Regions from separate parts of the Mus musculus genome. Here region 2 is linked to region 1. The links are chromatin contacts, called in public ChIA-PET maps. All regions are on one chromosome and are shown on one strand. Each heading gives the region's core, a stretch centred on a gene start, on an enhancer-like site or on the middle of the called end of the contact. The rest is flanking DNA. Distances are from core to core; before and after follow the strand shown.

Evidence for each region. ChIA-PET counts read pairs in DNA pulled down with a chosen protein or histone mark.
Region 2: an RNA polymerase II ChIA-PET map of memory CD8 T cells shows a contact between it and region 1, with 161 read pairs. The contact joins the enhancer-like site here to the promoter of Haus6 in region 1. A contact is called at or near these places in 11 of 39 promoter capture datasets (the 3T3-L1 cell line, the C10 cell line, the HPC-7 cell line and 6 more), 1 of 15 datasets of contacts at CTCF or cohesin (the NIH/3T3 cell line), 3 of 484 Hi-C or Micro-C datasets (embryonic stem cells, stem cell-derived neural progenitor cells and stem cell-derived primordial germ cell-like cells), 15 of 115 datasets of contacts at active chromatin or transcription factors (CD8 T cells, the SCID.adh cell line, bone marrow-derived macrophages and 7 more) and 3 of 9 other capture datasets (adipose tissue, liver and macrophages).

Annotation. Positions count from the first base shown.
Region 1 is chr4:86,609,166-86,615,297 of GRCm38.p6, forward strand. Haus6 (HAUS augmin-like complex, subunit 6) reads right to left here and starts at 2,890. Exons shown (of 17, transcript NM_173400.3): 1 at 2,521-2,890. The coding sequence starts at 2,648.
Region 2 is chr4:86,714,017-86,720,148 of GRCm38.p6, forward strand. The region is part of intron 2 of Gm42312 (a long non-coding RNA gene); the gene reads left to right. Among named protein-coding and RNA genes, the nearest start is that of Gm42312, 6.0 kb to the left of the region's middle. Within about 2 kb of position 3,660, at least 37 of the 459 cell types and tissues checked have an H3K27ac peak or open chromatin away from gene starts, as enhancers often do. A contact at or near this core is called in adipose tissue, bone marrow-derived macrophages and memory CD8 T cells, where this site is marked.

The sequences.
Region 1 (6,132 bases), core at 1,640-4,139:
GGAACTTGCCTCCCAGAAATGCAAGCCTGAAGATCTGAATTCTATTCCCAAACTCAAGTAAATAAATCGTCTAACTACACATTGTCCTTTGACCTGCACACACTTGCTGTGGCTCGCACTTGCACACTCACAGACAATAAATGAAACAAAAACTAAGAAACAGATGAATAACTGGGAATGGTGGTACATACTTCTACCACACCTGACACTTGGAGGTGGAGGCAGAAGGATTAGGAGATTAAGGTCATATCTGGAGTTTGAGACCAGCCTGAGATATTAAAACCTTTTTCTCCAAAAAAGAAAAAAAAAAAAAGGAAGAAAAAGAAGGAGGAAGAGGAAAAAGAAGGAAGAGGAGGAGGAAGGGGAAGATGAGGAGGAAAAAGGAGGAGGAAGAGAAAGAAAGGAAGAAAGGAAGAAAGAAAAAAGGAAGGAAAGAAAGAGAGAGAGAGAGAGAGAGAGAGATTAAAAATAAGATACCTAGGTGCATTAACACAACCATTAGAACTGAAATTATACTGACAAAATACATGCAGGCACAATGGCACACTCCTGCAATCAATCCCAGCACTCCAGAAGCCAAGGCAAGAGGATTATCACAAGCACAAGACCAGCTGGGAGCAGAGTCTCATGCCTTTAGTCCCAGTACCTAGGAAACAGAGGCAAATGGATCTCTCATGAGTCTGAAGCCAACCCAGTCTACATAATGCATTCCAGGACAGCCAGAGAGCTAAATAGTGAGACCCTGTCTTGGAAAAAAAAAAAAAAAAACAAAAATTGAAGAAAAACAAAAAGATAACAATTAAATAGATGGGGGCAACAGATGACGGATCTATCCCCAGATTATTCTTGTCCTTGGTGAGGAACATGAGGAACATAACAGAAACTGTCTCCAGCCCGGTTTCTTTTTTCTTTTCTTTTCTTTTCTTTTCTTTTCTTTTCTTTTCTTTCCTTTTCTTTTCGAGACAGAGTTTCTCTGTAGCCCTGGCTGTCCTGGAACTCACTCTGTAGACCAGGCTAGCCTTGAACTCAGAAATCCACCTGCCTCTGCCTCCCGAGTGCTGGGATTAAAGGCATGCACCGTCATGCCCAGCCAGCCCTGTTTCTGGAAACTTCATCACCCTATTCTGGTAGCATAGTTATGTGAGGGCTGAAATGTAACAGCAGCAAAAGTTTCTGAAAATGCATCAACCAAAAGTTAACATGATATCAACACTTAAGCAAGAGAGGCAAACAGAGCTGGAGGCCATGGTATATAATCATCCATCTCAAAGGAAAAAAATGGGGGAGCATCCTTTAGTATGCAAATTTACTTTCGTCCCTAATAGTAAAATTACATGTATGCCATGGAATTGCTTTAAAATAACATGTATAACCTACTACAAGTGAATGATTGCATACTATCATATACCTACTTAACTGAGGTTGCATAAAAATGTCTAAAGCATCAAAAAACAAAACAAAGTTAATTTAACTAGGGATGGTTGGTGGGACGTTTTAATCCCCAGCACATAAGAGGCAAGGGCAGGCTGGTATCTGAGTTCAAGGCTAGCCTGTCCACAAAAAGAGGTCCAGAAGCCTTGTCTTGAAAAATAAACAAACAAACAAAAACAAAAATCAAACAAAAGACAAAATTCATTGAGACTGGAGAGATGTCTCAGGTTACTAACAGTGTCTGCGCCTCCAAAAAGACACGGGTTCAATTCCCAGAATCCACATGGCAGATCTAAACTGTAACTCCAGTCCCAGAAGATCTGACAACCTCACACAAGACATACAAGCAAGCAAAACAGCAATCTGGAGGAGCAAGGCGATGGAATTAAAATCCCAGCACACCTCCCATTACTACAGAGAGGGGGGTTTTGTCTCAAAATAAAAATAATAGTAGCCGGGCGGTGGTGGCGCACGCCTTTAATCCCAGCACTTGGGAGGCAGAGGCAGACGGATTTCTGAGTTCAAGGCCAGCCTGGTCTACAAAGTGAGTTCCAGGACAGCCAGGGCTATACAGAGAAACCCTGTCTCGAAAAAAAAAAATAGTAATAATGGTGATGATGGTGATATAGTAATAATAGAATCATTCTTTCCATTAAATTATAAGGAGGAAAGGGGGCCTGAAACCGGAAGCTCGTGTCTAAAGTATACAAATATAAACAAAGTATTTCTTTTTGTGATCGCAACCATAACTGAAGTGGCAAAGGAAAGGGTATCGGCTTTTGATTTTCATTCCCACACATTATTATGTTTTTGCTAGCTGTAACATGTTTTAGTTCGGATTCAAAGTTTAAACCCACAGTTAACTACTTATAAGATGTTTGCATATATAGTTCCCCGACGCCTCCCACCAACTACAGACCACGAAGGCAGGGTTAAGCGGGCCCGCCGTTGTGCCTCAACTGCAGAGCACGCCTCTAAAGCGTCCCGCACCCGCATCCCTTACACTGGTGACGACCAGTCCCCCACCACAGGGTTCTGCCGCCAGTGACTGGACGCCAAGGACCGCGCCACCGCCCCAGATCTCCTTACTCTCCAAGGTGCGCGTGCGGCACCATCTTCCCGCCGAACGTGATGCTGGAGCTCGGATCCAAGCCCAGCGCCTGCAGGTACATCCAGAGATGCTGCTTCTCGAAAGCGGAGTCCCGGGCCGAGCTCATGCTTTCCACGGGCAGGGCGACTGTGACGGAGGAAAACGAAGGCACCGAAGCCGTGAGGACCCTTGGACCCCTCCTACAGGCATCCCGGGGTGACGACAACCCCTCTGCGGCGGCCGCCCGCTGCCTCCTCTCCGAGAGCCATCCCACCACAAAAGGCCGAACGCGCCCAGAAAAACAGACAGTGACTGCAGCGCTCCACGCAAACCAAGACTCCCGCGCTTGCGGAAGACTACACTGCGCAGGCGCAGGCGCAGTCCCGACTTCCGGGACTGGTCTTCCTAAGAGGACTCAATCTCCCACCATGCAATGCATCCCTGTCTCCGGGCACATGAAGTCCCTGAGAGAAACTATAAGACCCACAAAGCATTGCGTGACCAGCCAATTGCCCCAAGGTCCGGAAACCGGGTGTTTTCTAGAGCCCTCCCGGCCTTAGTTCCGGATTCTTTGCGTTTTAGGTTTCTGTTGCTCGGGTTGTGATTGCTGTTCAGTAAAAGCTACATTGTAGCTCCTTATAGTGAGTGATGCAGGTGTATGGCCCTAAACAAATCATCTTTTCCTTTATTTTAAGACAGGGTCTTGTCCGGTGGAGGCAGCGGTGTACTCCTTTAATCCCAGTACTCAGAGGAGAAGAACTTTGTTAGTTCGAGAACACTACTGATTTCCGGGACAGCCAGAGCTACACAAAGAAACCCTGTCTCGAAATAAAACAAAGCAAAACCAAAAAGGCAGGATCTTGCTATGTAGCTCTAACTTTATGTAGCGCAGTCTGGCGTCGAAGACTGTACCTGCCTTCCTACTATATGAATTAATGGGCAAGAGTCACAGGGGCCGATGGAGTTGTTCATTGATCACCTCATCTAGAGTGCTTGGCAAAATTTTTATTATCAAATGTTTCTTTGGTCGTGGAGGTTGCAAGTCGAGATTTCTTTTAGCCTCCTCTGGCCTTGAACTCCCTTCCCAAAGGAAGATGACCCTGAATTCCTAATTCTGGAATGCTCTCCATCTTTGTGGGAGGCACCACCAGCCATACTTCAACTTGCTGTACTAGAAATCTGTCTCTCACCGGGCAGCACTTGGGAGGAGAAGACAGGCGGATTTCTGAGTTGCAGGCCAGCCTGGTCTACAGAGTGAGTTCCAGGACAGCCAGAGCTATTCAGAGAAACCCTATCTCGAATAACAACTACAACAAAGTCTGTCTCTCTGCTGAGTGTCAGGAGTCATAATGGGACAAGCATCATCCTGAAGTGGTCTACTTCGGATTATTAGATGACCTGCGACAGGTGCACCCTTATTAAGCAAGGCTGTAAGGAATTCATTTTAGGGAAGATTCCTGCTATTAATATTGCTTTTCCTGTTATTATTAAAAATATATAACAATCACTAAGTAGTAGCACACCCCTTTGGAGCAGATCTCTGCAGATCCATGAAGATGTATTGTCTTGTAGTGATGCCATATAGACAAATAGATGACTTAAGTCATCATGATGATCCTATAAGAATTCCTAAAATTTTATCTGTGATTATTAAGCTCATTTTTACTGGGACTCCTATTAAGTCGTTTTTGATAGTCAAAACTGCAATGAGAACTCGGCCAATTTTCCACATGTTACCAGTTCTTAGATGGTAACCAGATTTTCTCCTATTCAGAGCACATTCCAAGAGGTGATAAAACAATTAACCAAAAGTCATATAAAGGGAACTAATGATTTATTATAGGTGCTAGGACAGAAGATAAAATATTGACTGGGTTTATCTATACAAAACTTCACTAATAACTTAGTTATGGTTTTAAACCTTCAGTGAACCTGTGGAGCTGAGACAGGTGATGGATGTTTAGCCAGAAAATTATTCCTAATGGATACGAATGTAGACATTCTCTATTGTAAACTTCTATTTCAATTTATGATTTGATTTTTTGTGTGAACTTTGTGATCATGTATTCTGAAAGATGTATAGGTACTGAAGACAAATGAGAAAGAAGAATTTTTTAAAGCCTTTCCCCACTTAGACTAGAATTTTTTGCCTTTCCCCCCTTAGAAGAATTTTTCCCTTTTCCTTTTCCCACTTAGGATCTTTTCGCTTTTCCCCTTAGATGGCTTCCATAGGAAACTTTTTACAACTTAGTAATAAATGCTATAATAACTTTTCTAAGTGTCCCTTTTTCTTCCTGTGACTTCTGACTAGCAGGCTGAAAGTTAGAGCCCAGCAGTTCCTGCCGAGATGGAACAAAGGCACATTGTTTAATCCTCTGCTGTTAGGCTACAGTTATTAATCACCTAAACCAGCAGTCTTTTACCCTCAGAAGGACGTTTTAGAAGTTATCATCAGCATTTCAGTACAGTTAGAGAGCTAGAAAGCCCCAAGACCTCAGACTTTAAAGCCATCACCAGAGTCCTACTCTATGACTCCACCACTACACTCTCCAGGCTAGGAGGCTCCCTTCACCTAAGTATACAGCTTCCCCTTCCAGCACCCTGAACTTCTGGCTATTCTTTCTCGAACATCCCTTGTATAACAAGTCCTTCGAGGTAGGGAACTATCATATTTCACATTACCATATCAAGCAGTTATTGCCTCCTGACTTACTAAAAGCACCAGTTCCTGTAAAATTAAGTTCCTGTAGTTTGCAAGGAGGCCATCTGTAAGCTTTCCAAAGCACCAGAGTTCATTCTAAGATCTGACATTGCTCACAGGAAGTTTTGGTGTTTGATTATTATCCACATAGGTGACTTTTTAAATATCCCAGCCTCTCAGTTAACTGACCTTGTTTAAGTCTGTCTTCCATTCTGCTCATGGTATAAAACCCTTTATGTTGTCAATTTTGCTCTAACACTTCCATAATCTCAACCTCCTAACCTTGAAGCCCAACCCCTCCACATCTCATATATTCACACATGAATTTGTGGAACTACACAGATGTACAGGATTCAATTTGCTGGATTTGTTATCCATATAAATATTCAAATTATCCTTTATTTGGACAATGAGGACTTACTCAAATTTCCAAGAAATTGAAGGCTCATTTTGGGCAGTTCCTGTGCAGACCTGAAATCAGCCATTTCTTCCAGAACCCCTGCTTTAGTGAGAAATCATACTTTGTGACCATGACCTGGGCAAAAAGGACATTCATAGTTACTAAAATATGTATTTATATTTTAGTTTATAGAATATATTTAGCTACTTAATACTTGATACTGTTTTGTGACCAGCAATGTTTTGTGCCACTAACCTCACAAATTCAGTTGTTGATATAATCTTTTCGTGCATTGTGTGAAGGTTGTCTTTGTATATTCAAATATTGAATGCTGTACCAGCAGATAGCTGAGTACTGTCCACATTTTGGTTTTGTTATTCTTACAAATTATCACCTACCCCAATATTTTGTAATACCTTCCTCACTTACTAGTTGATTTAATAAAAATATGAAAGTCAATAGCTGCCAGGAGAGGAAAGGCAGAACTTCTTAGCAGAGAGAGAGTTTCTG
Region 2 (6,132 bases), core at 2,410-4,909, 110 kb after region 1:
CCCAACCAGCTAGTTTTTCTTTCTTTCTTTTCTTTATTATAGTTTTTGTTGTTACTGTTTGCTTTTTTTTTTCCCCAAAGAGACTCTTTTTTATTTCATTCTGCTACTTTAGGTAATATTTTCTAGAAATAAAGTTGAATAGTATTTATTAACATACCTGAGTATATTCACAAGTTTCAATGGGTAGAAATAATTAGATATAATTTTATTCTCTTTTTAAAAAGATTTTATTTTATTTTTTAAAAGTAATTTATTTATTTATTTATTTCATGTATGAGGACACACTGTCACTGTCTTCAGACACACTAGAAGGTGACGTGGTTGTGAGCCACGATGTGGTTGCTGGGAATTGAACTCAGTACCTGTGAAAGAACAGTTAGTGCTCTTAACCACTGAGCCATCTCTCCAGCCCGATTTTATTTATTTTTACTTTGTGTGGTGTATTTGCTTGTATGTATGTATATATGTGCACCACATCCATGCCCAGTGCCCAGGGATATCAGAAGAGGATATTAGATATTCTGGAACTGGAGTTATGGCCAGTTGTGAACCACCATGTGGCTGTTGGAAACCAAAGCCGGGTCTTCTGAAAGACCAGTGTCTTAGTTAGGGTTTCTATTGCTGTGAAGAGGCACCATGACCATAGCAACTCTTATAAAGAAAGCATTTAATCTGGGCTGGCTTACAGTTCAGAAGTTTAGTCCATTATCATCATGGTGGGAAGCAAGGCAGCATGCAGGCAGACATGGTGCTAGAGAGGTAGCTGAGAGTTCTATATGCTGATCAGCAGACAGTAGAAGGGCATTAGGTGACACAGTTGGCATAGCTTGAACACAGGAGACCTCAAAGCCCACCCTCAGTGACACACTTCCTCCAACAAGGCCACACCTACTCCAACAAGGCTTCACCTTCTAATACCACTCCCTATGGCCTAAGGAGGCCATTTTTATTCAAACCACCACAATCAGCTAAGTGTTCTTAACCACTGAGGCATCTATACAGACCCTAATATATAATTTTCATCCATTCATCCACTTGAAAATAATCTTACCTAATCATAGGAAGCTATTTGTTGTCTTTTTAAATTTTTATTTATTTTATGTGTATGAGTGCACAGCCACTGTCTTCAGACACACCATAAGAGGGCAGTGGATCCCATTACAGATGGTTGTGAGCCCCCATGTGGTTGCTGGGAATTGAACTCAGGACCTCTGGAAGAGCAGCCAGTGCTCCTAACCTCTGAGCCATCTCTCCAGCACTCTATTTGCTGTCTTAATGTGCTGTATCATCTTAAGTTTTTTTTTCCTTGAACATCTGTCTCAAAAAGACAACAAACAAAGCACAACAATGGCAACAAAAAGAAAGGAGAAATAACAAATGCTGGTGGGGTGTAGAGAAATGGGGAGACTTACCTTACCCATCTGTGGGAGTGTAAACTGGTACAGCCACTTTGGAAATCAGTCTGGAGGCTACACAAAACAAACTCACCAACTAATAATACAATTACCACATGAACCAGCTATGTCACTACTGGGCACACACCCAAAGGACTCCCAATCCTAGTACAGACACATGCTTATTCATGTTTATTGCTACTTTATTCACAATAGTAAAAAAATGGAATCAGCCTTGACCTCCATCAATAAATGAATGAATGAATAATGAAATGTGGAACATGTACGGGGTGGAAGTTTATCTACTCAAAAAGAAAAAAACTTCAGTAAAACAGGTGGAAATGGGAAACCATTATACTATAGAAAAACAATTCTGATTCAGAAAGAAAAATAATATGTATTTCCCATATGCAGACCCTAACTTCTAGCTATAAGATATGTGTATTGAGGGCTGGAGTGGTGGATCAGTGGTTGAGAGCACTGGCTGTTCTTCCAGAGGTCCCAGGTTCAATTCCTAATACCCCCATAATGGCTCACAATAGTTTGCAACTTTAGTTCCAGGGGAATTCAGTGTTCTCTTCTGGCCTACATAGGTACTGCACACACATGGAATATAGACATACGTGCAGGCAAAACAACCATTCAAATAAAACTTTAAAAAAGTAAATCTCAAAAATATTTTTTTAAAAAAATATGTGTATCTAAGCAATAAATGTGGGCAAAGGCCAGGAATCTTGAAGGGGGCCTTGGTCAGCACATAGAGACTTTAAGGGAAAGGGTGGCAAAACACAGGAGGATAAAGCAGAAGGAAGAACAGAAGGGCCAAAGAGTAGAGTAGACAAAGAACCGGGGCAGAGAGAGAGGAAGGAATGAGGCGAGAAGGCTCAACCAAAATGAAGCAATTCCCAGATGGGAACCTATTTACTTTGTCATCTACTTTTAAAAGCAAGAATAAAGACTGAAGCGGTATCTCAGTGTTTAAGAGAACTTGCTGCTGTTGCAGAGGCCCTGGGTTAGATTCCAAGCACCCACGTGGTGACTCACAGCCATCTGTAACTCCAGTTCCAGGGAATCCAATATTCTCATCAGGTCAACTTGGACACAAAATGTAATGCATATATTCACATGCAGGCAAAATACCCACATATATAAAATCAATAATAACAAAGAGCAAGCTGGGAAGAGGATCGGTCAGAAAAGCAAACATGGGGACCCAAGTTTGAATCCACAGAAGCCATATTAAAATTTTAGTGTGATTGGACGCACTTCGAACCTGCTTCCTGGGGACTGAGAGGCAAGAGGAACCTAAGGGCTCGCTGGTCAGCCAGTCTAGCTGAATGACTAGTCTAGCCAGCGAGCCTGTCTGAAAGAATAAGGTGGTGAAAGATTGAGAAAGATACCGACTTTGAATCTAGCCTCTATATGCTCAGGCATGGGCACCCCAAACCCCGACATACACACGTACATAAATACATACACAAAATGTACATACACATGCATAATACACAAAGTCAAATAAAAAAGTAAAGTATTCAATAAATAAGTTGGGTAAAACAATCTGAGTAGAAGCAATGGTGAAATCTCTCCTCCATGTCTTCTTTATCAGTAAGGTGGAACTCAGCAAACATGAAGCTACAGTTACCTAGGAAAGTATTGGGTAATAAATATGATAATCACAGATAGGGTACTCACCAGCAAGCCAAAGAGACTCACTCCTTATACTCAAAGGCAGTTTGTGGATTAAATCAGTGCTAGAGATCTTTTCTCTAAAGTCCTGGGTTCTGTTTGGTCCCCGGCACTAAGGAGAAAATACAAATTAAGAAGCAAAAATAGAGAATTTGTTTCCCCATAAGCAGAGCACAGGAATAGCCACAGCTATTACCAAATATGAATTATTTGGTCCAGTTCCATGAGCCCAGAAAGATTATCCTATCTCTTCCTTAGTGTCAGGAGACCTAGAGTTATGTCCTGGCTCTCTGCCTACAGGCATAAGTTGGTTTTATCCTGAAAACATTAAAAGCCTTGGCTTTGTTTTGAAACCATAGCAACAGAAACTGTGAACTTTGCAAAACCTCAGACTCCTGAGCTGAAAGAACCTTGAAGATAATTTTGTAACTAGTTTTGTTATTTATTTGGCACAAGTCTTTTTTTTTTTTCTTTTTTTGGTTAAAGATTTATTTATCCTTATTTGTGTGTATGTGTGCATGCATGCATGAGTTTATGTGCAACACTATGCAAATGTCGGTGGCGGCCAGAGAGCCTTAGATCCCCTGAAAATGCAGTGGCAGACAGCGGTGAGCCACCTAATATGGCTATTAGACCTAACCTGGAACTTCTGGAAGAGCAAAGAGTGCTCTTGACCACTGAGCTACCTCTCCAGCCCTGTTTGGCAGAGCTATAACAGAAACACAAAATATAAGAAAAATGAAAGCCAGGGACTAGAGAGAAGGCTAGAGTGTTGAGGGTACTTACTGCTCTTTCAGAAGACTTGGGCTGCATTCCTAGTATTCACATCAGGCATCTCACAACCAGGGCTTCTGATCCAGGGCATCTGATGCCCTTTGGCCCCATGTGGTGTGCAAAAACACATGCCAGCACACACATGCATCAAATAAACAAACAAACAAACAAACAAACAAATAAATTTTGTTTGAGACAGGATTTCTCTGTGTAGCCCTGGCTGTCCTGGAATTTACTCTGTGGACTAATATGGCCTCAAACTCAGAGACCCACCTGTCTTTGCCACCCAGCTGCTGGGATTAAAGGCATGTATCATCAGGCAAAATGAATAAATTAAGAAAGAAAGAAAGAAAGAAAGAAAGAAAGAAAGAAAGAAAGACAGAGAGAGAGAGAGAGAGAAAGAAAGAAAGAAAGAAAGAAAGAAAGAAAGAAAGAAAGAAAGAAAGAAGGAAAGAAAGGATGAGAGCTATGTAAATTCCCATAAAGAAGGGCAGGTATTTGGCTTGTATAGTGTTCTCTTCCCTTTGCTGGAGTTCTCTGAGGAATGCTAAGGCTCCCTGGTATTTCACTTACTTGTTCTGTCCTTCTCAGTTCACAGAGTAGCCAAACTGAGACTTGGTGGAGCTGAGTCAGAGATCTGTAATCCAAGCTACTCAAGCAGAAGGATCTTGAGTTCCAATCTAGACTAGGTAAAGCTCCACCTTGTTGAGAAGTAGGCCTGGGGAGGGAGGAAAGAGGAGGGGGGAGGGGGAACGGGGAGGGAGAGGGGGAGGGGGAGGGGGAGGGAGAGGGAGAGGGGCCACCTAGTTGGACCTGTAGTTTTGTGATAGAGTGTTTGTTTGCGCAGCATGCATAGGGGCTTGTATTTGATTGAATGCATCACAACAGAGACCCTCAGGCTCAGCAGTTAAGAATACAGATTGTAGGCGGGGCATGGTGGCACATGCCTTTAATCCCAGGCAGAGGCAGGTGGATTTCTGAGTTCGAGGCCAGCCTGGTCTACAAAGTGAGTTCTAGGACAGCCAGGGCTATACAGAGAAACCCTGTCTCGAAAAACCAAAAAAAAAAAAAATACAGGTTGCTCTTCCAGAGTACCCAGGATTCAGTGAGTCCCAGCATCTACATGGCAGCTTACAACCACTGTAACTCTATGCCTAGGGCACCCAACACCAACTCTTTTGGCCTCCATGGGGACTAACCACACATGTGATGCACTGACATACACACAGGCAAAAACCCATATATGTAAGTTAATGGTTAATCAGAACCCTTTTATCACATTTAAAGCTACAGTCTATTTGTTTGATGATTTATGTGGCCAAACAGAAACAGAAACTCTCTGTTTCTCTTGCATCGTCTCATTTATTCCTGACAAGACTCCTCTGAGGTATAGGTGATAGTGAGATCAACTCAAGAGATTAAAAAATCGAGAAGATAAGCAAATTGCTCAAGGTTGCATAATCACAACATTGCTGTTTTGTTCTTCAGTTGCTTCATCAGTAACTGGATGAGGTCATTTTCTGAGGCACATGCTAATGTGGATCTATAACATTTTCTAGACATAATCCCACGTTGTAAGACTGGTTCTTCCACCATGACCATTTCTTTAGAGTCAGGCACATTCCTCTACAATGGTTCATTACATGAGACATGCAAAGGGACATTTGAAAATGTAATCTTCAATTCACCAATCAAGCAAGGTTAATAGCTCACTTGACAGTAGGCATGGTAGTGCACACTTTTAATCCCAGTACTCAGAGGCAGATCTTTGGGACTTCATGGTGAATCTGGTCTACTTAGTGAGTTCCAGGCCAGCCAGGGCTACAAAGTGAGACCCTGTCTCATGTCTCCAACAAACAAACAAACAAACAAACAAACAAACCCACTTGAGAGCAAGTACTACCAATGCCCCAGTGTTTGTTGATATAGTAAGCTGCATCACAGGGGATGGGAATTTGCCATTCTAAGTTTGCTATTCTGGAAAATGGTTGCTTTGTGCAGGTTGCATTGTGAGAAACTGCCCTTTGTATATTTGACTTAAATTGGGATTTACGTTTTCATTTATAAACTGAACATGGTGGTGCTCATGTCTTTAATCTTAGCACTTGGAAGGCAAAGGCAGGCAATCTCTGTGAGTTCAAGGCCAGCACAGAGTTTCAGGACAAATAGAACTACATAACAAAAGCCCTGTCTCAAAAATATTTTTTTCCATTTGTAAAAGTGTCTCCCTCTCTCATCCTGGAAAAGGAGATTAACTCTTAATCACTCTAGACTCTTA